Regions from separate parts of the Hordeum vulgare genome. Here region 1 is linked to region 2. A link is a contact called in public Hi-C data. All regions are on one chromosome and are shown on one strand. Each heading gives the region's core, a stretch centred on a gene start, on an enhancer-like site or on the middle of the called end of the contact. The rest is flanking DNA. Distances are from core to core; before and after follow the strand shown.

Evidence for each region. Hi-C and Micro-C count contacts between places; a contact is called where the count stands out from the background.
Region 1: a contact with region 2 is called in a Hi-C map of leaf, with 3 times the contacts expected there. The contact joins the promoter of LOC123449495 here to the promoter of LOC123449493 in region 2. A contact is called at or near these places in 4 of 6 Hi-C or Micro-C datasets (leaf and seedling).

What each region holds. Positions count from the first base shown.
Region 1 is chr4H:556,889,631-556,893,647 of MorexV3_pseudomolecules_assembly, reverse strand. It overlaps LOC123449495 (early nodulin-75-like), which reads right to left and starts at 2,166. Exons shown (of 3, transcript XM_045126736.1): 1 at 1,386-2,166. The coding sequence starts at 2,101.
Region 2 is chr4H:556,708,201-556,712,467 of MorexV3_pseudomolecules_assembly, reverse strand. It overlaps LOC123449493 (probable serine/threonine-protein kinase PBL16), which reads right to left and starts at 1,625. Exons shown (of 6, transcript XM_045126735.1): 1 at 1,038-1,625; 2 at 291-616; 3 at 57-192. The coding sequence starts at 1,104.

The DNA.
Region 1 (4,017 bases), core at 917-3,416, 180 kb before region 2:
TCATATGCTTAAATGGTAGTCTAACTGAACCAGTCGAGACAGGTCACCGGTTCCATGGTTTTCTAGCTGGACTGTCAGTCTAGTTTAGTTTTTAAAAACTATGCTCCTGACATGGCACAATCCAGCTCTAGGACAGTGGAAGATTTTCGAGAGGCATGACGGAGTAACATGAAGCTGTGCATGCGGCAGTGAACCAGTACAAGTTTGACACAATTCATGCACAGATGTGAGGCAAGCAACGTCAAGGCATGATGCAGACTGGTGCGATGAGGTCCGCTCCTACATGTGAATAGCTCAAACCATAGTTGACCGGCATGGCTGCAGTCAGACGAAACTGAGGCTAGTAAAATGCATCATACGCTGAGCTGTTTTGGGTAGTGGAATGGTACATTCCGGCTTGTACATGATTGCCATGTGTACGATCGGTTACAAACGATGTAAATTTACTCAAACAAATACTATTCGTAGCTATCAAACAAATACGTTAGTATCATATCTGTCTGAGCAGTATCGGCCAATATGTATAACTACTCAGCTGCAAGAAGTTAAACAGAATGTGCAGTGCATTTGTTGTTCCAGAACAGTCTACTAGCATGCTGAATCAGAAACATCACACAACAAGTAGCTCAGAACAACTGAAAGGAGAGTTATAACTTGAAGTTTCGCACTGATAGTCTAATAATAAATTTCAAATAACAACAGTATTAGGTCTAATATTATATGCCAAATTAGAAAAGAAAGCCTCACGGTTCTCTCTGATCACGAAAGTAAAATATCACTTTGCTCGGAGCTTCAGTGGGCGGAAAAGAGACAGCATGAAGCACATATGATATGTGTTAGCCACAGAGGCAAGCTCACAGAAACAAATAAAGGGCCTGATAGAATATGATGATACAGCTGCTCTCACCTGAAGAAATAAAAAATCAATAACGGAAACTAATTTCAGGAACCATAAAGGCACAGCACCTAGTAGCAGAGAGCAGAAAATCTATCAAGGTACTCCATCGAGTGCAGTTCAATTCCATGCCTGTATCAGATGAAATGAAGCAATAGCATAGCTACAATTCACCTGAAACTACTCCTACTTGTGCCAAGTAACACGAGATCTAGAGGAATGAACAGACTTATCGCACAGACCACATGTAGAATCTATGTTGATTGAGGGGCATAAAACCTAGGGTGCAATGTGTGTCTCTCCAGCTAGACATGCACATGATATTATCAGTATTGGTTTACGACGGTGAGGAAGACATAGCAAAGTCATATGAAGTCAAAACGTAAGAGCAAGCTCCACAATGGAAAGAAGCCAGCACAAAAAACTGAGTACAATATGTACAAGAATGCTTCCTAGTAAGGAAGTGACAAGCAAGGCGGGATCACCAAACCTGCCGCAGGGGAGACATTGGACGAGTCCGCCTTCAAGGTAGCTCCGCTTCTGGGCGGGATTCTCATTGAGCATCTTGGAGTACTTGAGGAACGCCTTCCTAAGCGCTTGCGGGTCGACCGGGGGCTGCTGCATCTGCGACGGTTGATGCGGCGGCGGCTCGAACCGGGGCTGCTTCGGGTGCCTGGAGAAGCCCTCCTCGGGGTCGGCGGGGTGCCTGCGCTTGTCGTGCGGCGGGAACTGCTGCTGCGGCGGTGGCTGGTGCGGCGGCCAGGCCTCGGGTCCGGCACGCGGGAAGTGCGGGAGCTGGGGAAAGGGGGCGGGCTCGAACGGGTAGTCGGGGGGCAGGGCGAAGTAGGTGCGCACGGTGCCGTCGGCCAGGTGCACGGTGCGGCGGTCGAGGTTGTTGAAGCCGTAGGGCGGCGGGGGAGGCGTCTCCACCCGCGGCTGCTGGTGCGGCGGCGGGCGGGCGGCGGCCACCGGGGACGCGGGGTTGCGGGGTTGCGGCGCGGAGGCGGGAGGAGCGGGGTGCCGCCTGGCGTTGGAGGCACGGTTGGGGCTCGGGGTGCGGCGGGAGGTGGACGCGGCCTTGTCTCCGGCGGGGCCGGAGGCGGAGCCGGCGGGCGGCGGGCCCCAGCGTGACTTGCGCGGCGCCATGCCGGCGGAGGGCTTGGCGGCGGAGGAGGGCTTGGAGGGGGGAGGGTTAGGTTTCTTCATCGCTCGCTAGGGATCGCGGCGGAATTTGGAATTTGGGGGATGGGATTCGCTTGGCGGTGGCGGAGGGATCGGAGGGGGGAGGATTAGGTCTCTCTTTTTATTTTCCTTTTTTACCCATTTTTCAGAATCCTTTTTACCTTCCTTTTTAGGCTAGAAGAATCATTTTAGGAAAACCTTTCGCACCGGCAGGCCTGCCGAATCTTTCGGACGGTCACTTCCTGGCATGACCTACTTTCTTCACGCAAGGTGCTGGCGCGTGGGACCCCACAACAGCCTTTTTGACGCAGCCCAGTTCCTTCATGCGGATGGTCGGCGAGCGCAGGCGATCGGGGGTCACGAGCGAGGGCGGTCGGCGGCAACTGCGATGAGCACGGGCGCCGTCATGGTCGGCCACACCGAAGCTGCAAACGGCCATGCCTCGAGCTGCAACCACCATGTCACGAGCTACAACCGACGAGCCTTGTTGTGTTTGGGCATGGTTGGAACCGGAGTTGGAATCGGAATTGGGCGGCACTCGGGGCTCGCAAACTTGTTGGAACTGACGGACGCATAGGTTACAACCATCACGATTTTTTGCTACAACCAATGAGCCTCAGTGCTACAACTTGCATCGGTTTTTCCTACAAACGATCACGACTAGACGATGACGATGATTTTTTGCTACAACCGTTGTTGGTTTTGCTACTATCGGTGACCAATTTTGCTGCATCGGTGACGATGGACGACACGACCGTCGGCATGGCGTGCTGCAACCAGGCAAGAGATGCAACCATCGGCACAAGAGCTGGATTCGCAGTCCAACGGAGCTGCAATGACGGTGAGGTGGAGCTGCAAGGCGACCCCTGTGGGTGGGATGTTGCAGTCGTTGTCCATCGAGCTGCAAGGGGCGGCCTCTTAATTTCTGGTATGATGCAACTGTGGACCGACGAAGCAAGATCGATGTTGGAACCAGTCCGACGTAGCACCGACGACGCTGCTTCCCGGAGTTGCAGCGGTCACCACCGGTAATGTTGGAACTGTCCATCAAGGAAGCTGTAAACGTCAGACAAGGAAGCTGCAACCACTTGACGGTGACAAAAGCACGGCGACTGATAATCCCCAGGTGCAAGGAATCATCGTAGCACTTTTCAAATATGAAAAGTGGTAAGTATGGAGTGTCGAATCTACAAGGAGCTAATGGTAAGATCAATATTTTCTCAAGTCCTATCTGTCACCGATGCAACTCTACATACATCGAATGTTTGCTTCTATCTAGTAACGAAAAATAAATTGTGTTGTGGGTATGGAGAGGATAGCTATGCATGATATTGGAGAACTAAAATATGAAAATAGTTGCTACACTAAATAGAGTTAGAATAAATGGGGAGGGTGCAATAATTATGGTATGGTGTGCGAAATCATCCTAGGCAATTGATAACAAGATCGGTAATCATTCTTGCAATTTTATATGAGGAAGAGGCATGAGCTAACATACTTTTTGTAAACTTATGATTGGATCTCTAGCAAGCATCTGCAACTACTATAAACCATTAAGGTAAACCCAACCATAGCATTAAACATCAAGTCCCATTTACTCCCATACGTAAACAACCCCCTTACTCGGGTGTAAGCTTCTCTCACTCTAGCCACCCGCTATAAACGAATCATGAACATATTGCAACACCATCCAACGTGAATCCTTCATGTGTGTGCCTCTCTGAAGGCACCTTAGGATAACGCCAAAATAGAACATACACTCAAACCAATCAAGATCATCAATCAACTCAAAGGACAACATAGATGTACTCAAACATCATATGATGGCAACACATCATTGGTTAATAATTGTGGCATGAAACACCATGTTCAAGTAGGGGATTACAGCGGGATGCGGGAGAGTGGACCGCTGAAAAGAGATGGAGAAGGTGATGAAGACA
Region 2 (4,267 bases), core at 376-2,875:
TGGCGTCATAATCAAGAGATAATTTTTAGCAAATCAAGAAACAATAGGTGCCTTACTCGAAAACAGATGCGATTCCACACTCCCTAGGGGCATCAACTCGTAAACGAGTACCCGGTGATCGTCTTCGCAACAATAACCGACCAACTTCACAAGATTTGGGTGCGAGAGCTGCCCAAGGAAAATGACCTCAGCCTGAAAACATACACACAAAAGAACAACAACTTCATATGCAACAAACAGTAAACCAGAGCATACCCAAAATACATGTATCACTGAGAAACGGTAATCACCAGCCACTCCCTGTGGCCCTGGAAGCTGTTGTCTCCATCATGGACCTTGACCGCAACTCGCAGCGGCTCCTCGATCGCCAACCCTTCGCGAAGGTCATTGGCGACGCACCCTTTGTAGACCCTGCCAAAGCCACCAACCCCTAGCACCGAGTCCTGCCTGAAGTTCTTGGTGATCCTCTTGAGCTCCTCGAACGTGAATGCTATCAGAGGGTTCTTGCGAGCCGAATCATTGCGCAGCGCCTCCACCTCACGCGGGTTGGACGGCAGCAGGCTGTCGTCCTTCTCGATTCTCTCCGACGGGCTCTGCAATTTTGGAGATTCTGCAACTGATAAAAGGGAAAGTCATGTCAGGTAGTATGTCACAAGATTGCAAATGGAAAATCATAAGTTCCAAAAACAACTTGCAAATGGTTCAGAATACTTTCCACAGATCATCGAAGTTCATATTACTACTAATTTGGTTGGATGAAAACAAGTTAGAGAAATACATGATGAACGGACTGGATCAGGCTATTGGAATAGCCACAACAGCATGAAGGCATGCGCTTTCGGATTGAGAATTTAATTCCCGAAGAAGCCATCGAATTGTTAAAAGGTAAAGAATCGGCATATACCTAGAAAGCTAACAGTATTGGGGGATCAAAGAAACAAAGGGGAAAGGTCAAGGCCCCAATCAAAGAAACAAAGTATTGCACTGCCTAGTAACACAAGCCATGCATACCAGGAAGGAGAGAACATGAGTAGTACCTGACTTTGTTGCGTTGGAAGAAACCCTGTTGAAGTACGGACTCCCTTTAAACCAGCAGTTGCCCATGACAACACAAAAATTCCAAAGGAGCAGACTCAGCCTCTGTCCCTCTCTCTCTCTCTCTCTCTGTCTCACCAAGAACAAGAAACCTTATTTTCCTCTTCCGAAACCAGGCCAGACAAAGAAGAGGCACGGGGGGAGAGAAGGTACAGATATCTATCTACCCCCTGAAAGCTACGCAGAATGAGGAACCTCAGAGGAAGGATCGCCTCAACAAGTGGAGCGCGTCCCTGTCTCTATTTATTTATCACGCCTTTCAATCAAAATGAAATAAAAAGAAGAAGAAGAAGAAAGATACTGCTGAGCAGTTCAATTCTGGCAGGCAGGCAGGCAGGCAGAGGCGGTTTCGCTTTCATGCATCATCCTTTACACCAAAGGCGTCTCTTTGAAGAAGGGGCATGGGAGAATTCCCCTCCCCTCCCCTGAATTTATCCCGTCCTCCTCCTTCACGTCATATTTCCGTGGGGTTTTCGATGCGTCGGAGGGAAGGAAAAAAGTGTGGTGGGAAAACGCAGCGGCAGAGCGGGGGCGCACTCGAGTTGGAGTGTAGTGGTGGCTGGATTCCATCGTCTTCTGTCCGTGTGTCTGTCCGCCCGTCTTTGACCTCGATCACGATCAGTTGCGTTGCGCTCACTCCTCTCCCTCCCAGACTGCTTTCTCTCTGATGGCGGTGGAACCGAATGATGGCGGGTTTCTTGGTGGAGTGGAAAGCCCCATTTTTTTTTCTCCCATTGGCTACCTTTCCACCGTGATGTGATCATTGGCCTTCGGGGCAGGGCAAGTCCGCGTCGCGGCGCCCGCGGTCTTGCTATCGCCGGCGGCTTCCCTCGTCTCCTCCCGTTGCGGCGGTGGGAGCTTCGGAGGCGTCGCTTTTTTTGCCCTTGTTGGTGGTGGGAGATATCAGATATCAGATACCTGGACCAGTGGCAGGCTTCCAAGTCCAGCATCCAACTGACATATCTTCCTCCTCCTCAACCCTCGTCTTACAAGGTCAAACACAGAATCCCCCTTTTGTGTAAGTGGATTTTATGGTGTGTCGCCATCTGTATCCTCTCCCTGATTGCCCGGCCAATCGCCATGCTCAGGTCAGGCTGATCTCTATTCTCAATTTGGGGTCAGTGAAGGTGTCGCCATGCTCAGCTCAGGTCCTGGGGTTCAGCGGCACGATGTGCATTTCTTGTTTCCGTGGGATGAAAACAGCACCCCGCTGGTCGAGGGGACAGTTGTGCCGGCATGATTGGATAACCGGAACTCGCTGGATTGTAGTGGCCTCTCCGCTCGACAAGGACCTCCATGCGCCCACCAGGTGTTCGACCGAACGCCTGTGAGACTTTTGGCGGTAGGTATGCTACACTTCGGTTGCCCTGCCCATGTTGTGTCTGTTCCAGTAGAATATTCTTAAGAATTTAATACAGATGCTCGAGGGAAAAAAAACTAAGGACTTAGCTTTTACGTTAGCATGGTTAGCTTAAGTGCCGTAAGACTTTAGTTGCAATCTCGCCTTCACACTTGCATTCTAACGGAAATGGGCTCCACTTGGTCTTCCTTAGTTGTCTAATCTAGAAAGTGGTGACCTAATTTGTTGGTGGCACCAACAAAGATCATTGCCTAGATTCTTCTACGATGCTGCTTGCAAAGAAGTGCTTGTTAACTTGTTATCTGGGAATTCAACAACCTGTCCAGCTTCCTAGTAGTCTAGTGTTAGTTCTAGCCTTCTAGGGGGTACTGTATTTTACTGTGGTGCTGATTGCAACCTACTGTATATATTACTTCCTCCGTCTCAAAATTCTTGTCTTAGATTTATTTAAAAATGAATGTATCTAAATACTAAAACTTGACTAGATACATTCATATCTAAACAAATTTAAGACAAGAATTTTAGGACGGAGGGAGTACTTGGTTTTACAGTTACTGACGCACAGTGTTAGTAACCAAATACTCCCTCCGTCCCAAAATAACTGTAACTGTCTCAAGCTTAATACAACTTTGTATTAGAGCTAGTACAAAGTTGAGACACTTATTTTGGGACGGAGGGAGTACATTTTAGTACTTTTTGAAAGAAAAACTGGTCAACTTCATTCATATTCTATGCAAAATGATTTTCTTTTGACATATAGAAGAACTCGTAATATTCTCATTCCATTTTTCATCCCCAATTGCCTGTATAGGTTTTTAGTAAGTCTTTTGGAGTTAAATCTATTTTTTCTGTCGAAAAGAGGGTATCCCTGGCCTATGCACACAGCCGCCTTATTGCAATGTTATAGTTCTTACAAGAAGCTTAGGAAAGAAACCAAATCTAGCATTTGTAGGAAACCAAATGGTACTGAGGATATCCTCAGCTTTACAGGTGAAATGAAGCTCCGTGCATATCCATTCTTCAATATACAAAATGTATTTTGCAACATCATCCTTTAATCTACTCCCTCTGTACCTAAATACTTGTACTTAGGGAGAACTAGTCTAGTTCTTCCCAACTACAAGTATTTAGGAACGGAGGGAGTAGTAGGTAAGCCTGACTTCAAAAGCGCCGTGCATATCCATTCTTGCAAAATACAAAATGGATTTTGCTGGCACACCTGACAGGTCCTAAGGCTGAGTTCAGTTGAACAGTTTTTAAGATGTATATGGACTTACCAGCCTCTCCTAAGAAGACCTAGTTGTGCGGGTTCGTCAAGATATTGCAGGTGATCACTGTAACTTCTGTGTGGCAGTCTAACAGAGGTTGGGGAAATCAGTTTGCGAAAGGCTCCTTAGTTTCCTTTGCCTGATGAAGGTTCAGGAGTTCATGCAGGTAAATCCTAGCATGCAACTCCTTGACAAGGAGATGCATTTGGTCATTACCAATTCATTCTCTTAGTAGCAGCTCTCTTGTCACGATTCGTTCCCTCACCAGAAGCCAGGGGAAGATTTAGATTTGACAGCGCATAATTGCAACAAATTTGCAAAGCTTAAACTGATAGTACACTGTGCAGGAAATTATTAGAGGGGGGGTGTGGGGGGGGGGGGGGTTCTTAAATTGAGCATTTGCCATTATTCTGGAAGAGAGTCACTACCAGCTAGTCCTCTCAGTTGTCTTGAGAATAATTTGGTCCTAAGGCTGAGTTCAGTTGCCGGCCACTGGCATGACTGCAAGTTCAGTCCATGTGTAGACCATTGCTTAGGTTGTTGT